Regions from separate parts of the Sus scrofa genome. Here region 2 is linked to region 1. The links are chromatin contacts, called in public Hi-C maps. All regions are on one chromosome and are shown on one strand. The core of a region is the stretch at or near the end of the contact, and the rest is flanking DNA. Distances in the headings are between cores, read along the strand shown.

The links. Hi-C and Micro-C count contacts between places; a contact is called where the count stands out from the background.
Region 2: a contact with region 1 is called in a Hi-C map of mesenteric adipose tissue, with 1.9 times the contacts expected there. The contact joins two enhancer-like sites. A contact is called at or near these places in 1 of 47 Hi-C or Micro-C datasets (mesenteric adipose tissue) and 1 of 2 datasets of contacts at active chromatin or transcription factors (skeletal muscle).

What each region holds. Positions count from the first base shown.
Region 1 is chr10:60,825,185-60,827,884 of Sscrofa11.1, forward strand. The region is part of intron 1 of CELF2 (CUGBP Elav-like family member 2); the gene reads right to left. Among named protein-coding and RNA genes, the nearest start is that of CELF2, 41 kb to the right of the region's middle. Within about 2 kb of position 1,292, at least 6 of the 83 cell types and tissues checked have an H3K27ac peak or open chromatin away from gene starts, as enhancers often do. A contact at or near this core is called in mesenteric adipose tissue and skeletal muscle, where this site is marked.
Region 2 is chr10:61,237,912-61,240,611 of Sscrofa11.1, forward strand. The region is part of intron 2 of LOC110255590 (a long non-coding RNA gene); the gene reads right to left. Among named protein-coding and RNA genes, the nearest start is that of CELF2, 370 kb to the left of the region's middle. Within about 2 kb of position 1,375, at least 16 of the 83 cell types and tissues checked have an H3K27ac peak or open chromatin away from gene starts, as enhancers often do. A contact at or near this core is called in mesenteric adipose tissue and skeletal muscle, where this site is marked.

The sequences.
Region 1 (2,700 bases), core at 42-2,541:
CAAGCAAGGCCCGCAGACCCATGTGCATAACCCCGTGGCCATCAGAAGGCAGTAGTGAAGACAGGACGGGATCCAGCGCACTCGAGCACAACGTCAAAATATCGCTCCAAGTCAAGCTGCTGAGAGCCGTCGTCCAGACTCACATCTGCAACCCAACATGTGGGAAGCTGCGACGGGGCGGGGCGCGGGGGTGTGAAACACACAGAGATGCAATTTCGAAAACAATTTAAAAGGCACACAGATGAGCAGAGCTCTCAAAATTCAGGCTTACGTTTGATGCCCCCCCCCCGCAAGAGGAAAGTAAAGACTTTTCAACAGAACAGTCTGTTCAAGGCACCTAAGAACATGCAGAAAACATGAAGTGATTTCCTTCCTGCCAATTTTTTCATGGTAATAGGTTACACCCAAGATCCCACTCAATCCTGCGCATATTTTTGTAGCTCCTCTGGCTTCTAATACAGGAAGCGAGAACACAGAGGGAAAACAGACAGGGCTGTAAAATACCTAATTTCTGTTTTCCTGACAATTTCCATGATGTTGTGCTCCCTGTCACTCATTTAAATTGGGTGTTCTGTACCCAGAACACTTACACGCGACACCTTCACGTGTGCGTGTGTTGGGGGGTTTTTAACCGACTAATTCATACACCTACACTCATCATTACAGTCCGTGAATAAGAACCAGATTGGCGGCAGCAGAAAGCGCCAGTGCTCTGTCATAGATCCCGTTCAAAAGTCTGGAAGGGCCTGGGAAAGAAAAGAGGGCCATGTTCGTAAATTCTACCCTCCGTGTTTGCCGGATGTGTTTAGCAGCTCAGTGGGTCTTAACAAGCATCATACCGCTGTCAAATGGGGGTGATCTAACTCTCCCCAGATGCCAATCGTCCTCGCATGTGGGGGGGACTGCAGGTGAGGATGAGATAGCACATTAGGACTGGCGGCACGAAAACATATGCCGTCACCAACAGCCACCCTGAAATGAAAAGCTGACTGGCATCAAGTGACAGGGGCTGCCCTTCCACTCAGAAAGCCAAGCATCTCTTTCTAACGTCCACGTGGGGGTTCACCTCTCACCCCTTGTACACATGGGCTAAAAATGTGTCTGTTCATTGCCAATTTTTAAACAGTAGCAAGAGCCCGAATGCAAAGGAAGAAAAAGAAGCGACTTTTCCACTGTCAGCAGTGTGAGTGACCTACAGCTATGAAACTCCACTCTGTTTTCTGACGGTGTCTGGGAGATTAATAGCCTCCACAGCCCCAACTATACTTCCTGGGCATTCTCTAGTGACTGAGCCAAGCAGGGTGACACATGGCGCATGACTAACTGGAATACAGCCTTGGGGGTATTGCAGGGAGGGGGACAGGTGGACAATGAACTTGGAAGAGGACAGATCTGACAAGCAACAGCTCTTACATGTGGATTTCTGGCTTTGTGGGCCTGTTTAAACGATGAATGATTTGAGTTTCGGATGAGTATTAACCTGAATTTCCCGTGATGTTGACAGTTGACACCTGGGAGGGAGGAAAACACTGTCACCTTTGGGCATCATCTCACCCTAGAACCCACTCGCCAGTGGGAGGCTGGCTCAACTAAGCAGTGGGGTTTTCACCGAAATGTGACCAATGGAGAATGAAAATCCCTACATTCTACAGAAAAACTGAACCAGAAATCAGCATTCAGGGTAGGCACGGGGGCCTTACGTAGTACCAGAATTCCAAACAAACAAGATCTCTTCAGGACTGTACGTTTTCTAAAAAGAAGTACTATTTTTCTGCTTCCAAAAGGAACCAAAACTGTGTCTCTGGTATCTGCACAAAGAGCAGCTTTCGGTATCTGGTATCTCTGAGGCGTCTTTATCATCAAAGGTCATGATCCTACATAAGAATGTTCACCCAGTGTTCCCCCAAAGTCTGTTCTCGAAAACCCTGATACCATAGAAGTTCTACCAAAAGCTTCTGGGGTCAAGAATCTAGAAACACCTTCTCTCTCATATCTACAATCCCCAGAACCCAGCCAGTTCTAAAGATTAGTCTGGAAAGAAAGATAATTAAAGATACTTTCAACTTTGTTTAAAACTGTGACTGCTAAGCTTGCTTTTGGCCCCTGAACCCTCTCCATCCACCTGACAACCTCCTTGTGGGTCTAAAGAATCTACTTTGGAAAAAAACACTCATGTAAAACCTGAGCTCACGCTTTGCCTGAAAGCAAAGAAGGAAAATTATACTCAGAAATTCAGAGGGGGCGCTCCTGTCGTGGCTCAGCAGAAACGAATCTGACCGGCATCCGTGAGGATGCAGGTTCCATCCCTGGCCTCGCTCAGTGGGTTAAGGATCCCGTGTTGTTGTGAGCTGTGGTGTAGGCCTGCAGCTACAGCTCTGATTTGACTCCTAGCCTGGGAACCTCCATATGGCATTAGTGTGACCCTAAAAAAAAAAAAAAAAAAAAAAAAAAGACATCAGAGGAAAAGATAGTTAAAGGTTCTCTCTGCCTAGAAGGCTCTCATGTACGTGGTAATGGGTCTGTGGAAGCTTAATTGTGAGTTGTTGTTGTTGTTGTTGTTGTTGTTGTTTTAATGAAGAAAACCATCACTTTTCCTCTAAAATGTGTTGACGCCCAAACAGGAGGACTCTGAAGGATGTGTAAAACCACCCCCTAAAATTCTTTTCTGGTGAAGCAATACCCAAGCGCTCACACTCAGAA
Region 2 (2,700 bases), core at 125-2,624, 410 kb after region 1:
AGGCTTGGCAGCAGTGTTACTTGTGACAACTAATTTTATTATTAGCAACAAAAGAAGCAGAACCAGGACCTTTTTTCCTGCCATCTGCCTCCTTGGGTCCCTGAATTTGCTCTTTCTCCCCTCATTCCCTAGAGGGAGATGATTATCTGTGAGTGATTTCCATGGTGCAGAATTTCCTTCCAGAGTCTCCATGCCCACGATGGTTGTCTTAATTTGTCAAATTCCAGGAAAGCATCTGACTATAGCCTGTTATTCACAGATTTCTAGATCTACTGGGATTTGAGAGTATCCCCCAGGGTTTTCTGCAATCAACATATATAATAGTACCAGGACTAGGTTTAGAAGCTGAAAACATGGTGTGGCATTAATTTGGGCCATTTTTCCAAACCATTATGCATCGGTTGACCAAATTAGCTGAATGTGATGTGAATTGATTAAGGTGGCTAGATGTACTAATTGATTGTACTGAAACAAAAATCCTTTTGATTGGATAGGTGCAGACCCTTTTGACTGGAAAGATACACTGCACTGTAGAGCTGTTATGTCCCTGCAGTGACTTTATTTGGCTCACATGTACTGGCCAAAGGTGAAAGGTGAAAGGTGAAAAGTAGGCAAAGGCCATTCTGCTTTAGATAATGATATGGAATGGGTGTCTGGTATGGATTGTAGAAATTTGTGCCCAGGCTCGGCCATGATCGATGTCAACTGTCACTAAAGTGGACAAGATGGTAAAAATGAAGCAAAGGCCATGAGGAAAAAGGATGTGTTTGTTGTCCATGGGATGTTCTTCCAAGGGCCTGCTGCCTAGTACATACTGTTCTTTCTCATTCCAAGTCACTGAGATAAGTGAAAAACAAAAATAAACCCTGGATACACAGTCGATGGAAATGCAGAGACAAGAGACGAGAGTACAATCCAGAAAGGCTTGCCGAGTCCAGTTTTATCAGAATCTTATCAGATGGGCCCTCCATCTCCTGGCTGTGGGGTTAAGCATATTGTGCTACGGTCGACCTCCCTGGGCTCTGGGCCAAGCTCACCGGTTTCATCCCCTGGCTGACAGTGGGCAGTTAGATCCCCTCACTTCTCTGCCTCTCAGTGTATCTCATCAGTGAATTGGGTACAATCGACCCTATCTCACAGGGTTGTGTTAAGCCTTTGCTGAGATAAAATTATGTAAAGCACGTGGCGCAGTGTCTGACACATTGTAAATCTTCACCTGTAAGTTCTTGTTTCTCCTCATCACCATTCTCATGGCGGGATGTCCTCCCTCTTCCTCATCTCGGGTTTGTCTTGACTCCTCCAGCCTCTTCACACTGAGGCTCAGGTCCACTTCCTTCCAGAAGCCACTGTGCCGCCAAGCTGTTTCCAAGGGCAGCTTCCTGCTGTGGAGGCTTTAGGTCAGGTCCTGGCCGGGGAAAGAGGAGCGAGAGCCAACTCTCCCTGAGGGAGAGGCTTGATGCCTCTGAACTACTGCCAGCAGACCCGATTCCCCACTGGTAAGATTAGCATCTTTGCAGAATCAGAATATGGTATGAGAAGAAATAATTCAGAGTAAATTAAATGATGACTCTGCAATCAACTTGCAAACTGCCCTTTTACTTTTAGCAAAACAGGGAGCTCTTTTCTGATGTGTGTCTGGCACAGATTACCCCATTTTCTGCTCTCTGGAGAATAAGGGCCTTTTCTAGATACTCTCTGCAGATGGGTTTTGAATTGGAGCAAATAAGAGTTAGCTGTTCTGTCATTTGTAGGAATTCCATGGGCTGCATTTCCTGTGTGAAAGAAGGCATTTCACGAATTGTGTTGTTTAGACCAAAGACGCTTATGGCCATAAAGGGGGCTCCAACCAACCACTTCAAAACCAGGTACACCAATGCACGTCCTGCCAAGAGTCCACTCTTTGGCTCTATTACAAATTTTTTTAAAAAATTTGTATTAAAGTATAACTGATTTACAATGTTCCTTCCATTTCTGCTATATAGCAAAGTGACCCAGTCCACACACACACACACACACACACACACACACACACATTCTTTTTTATGTTTCACGCTATCTTTCATCATGGTCCAACCAGAGAGACTGCAATAGTTCCCTATGCTGTACAGTAGGATCCCATTGCTTGTCCGTTACAAGTGTAACAGTTTGTATCTAGCACCCCCAAATTCCCATCCCTCCCACTCCCTCCCCCCTCGCAACTACAAATCTGCTCTCCATGTCTATGGTCTGTTTCTGTTCTGTAGACAGAATCATCTGTGCTATATGTTAGAGTCCACATATAAGTGATATCATACAAGATAGATTTAAAATAAAGTCACAAGAGACAAAGGACACTACATAATGATCAAAGGATCAAACTATTAAGCAATCTTTATCTCAACTTGAAAATGTTCTATTCTTTTCTCAATCCACAGCAATAACCTTGGTGACTTTCAAGAATCAATCCACCTTTTCAGTGCTTAATCCTTCATGGTGTTAAAAGGTGTTTTTTTTGTTTTGTTTTTTTCTTTGTCTTTTTGCCTTTTTCTGGGGCCGTTCCTGTGACATATGGAGGTTCCCAGGCTAGGGGTCTAATTGGAGCTGTACCTGCTGGCCTACGCCAGAGCCACAGCAATGTGGGAACCGAGCAGCATCTGCACCCTACACCACAGCTCACGGCAATGCCGAATCCTTAACCCACTGAGCAAGGTCAGGGACCGA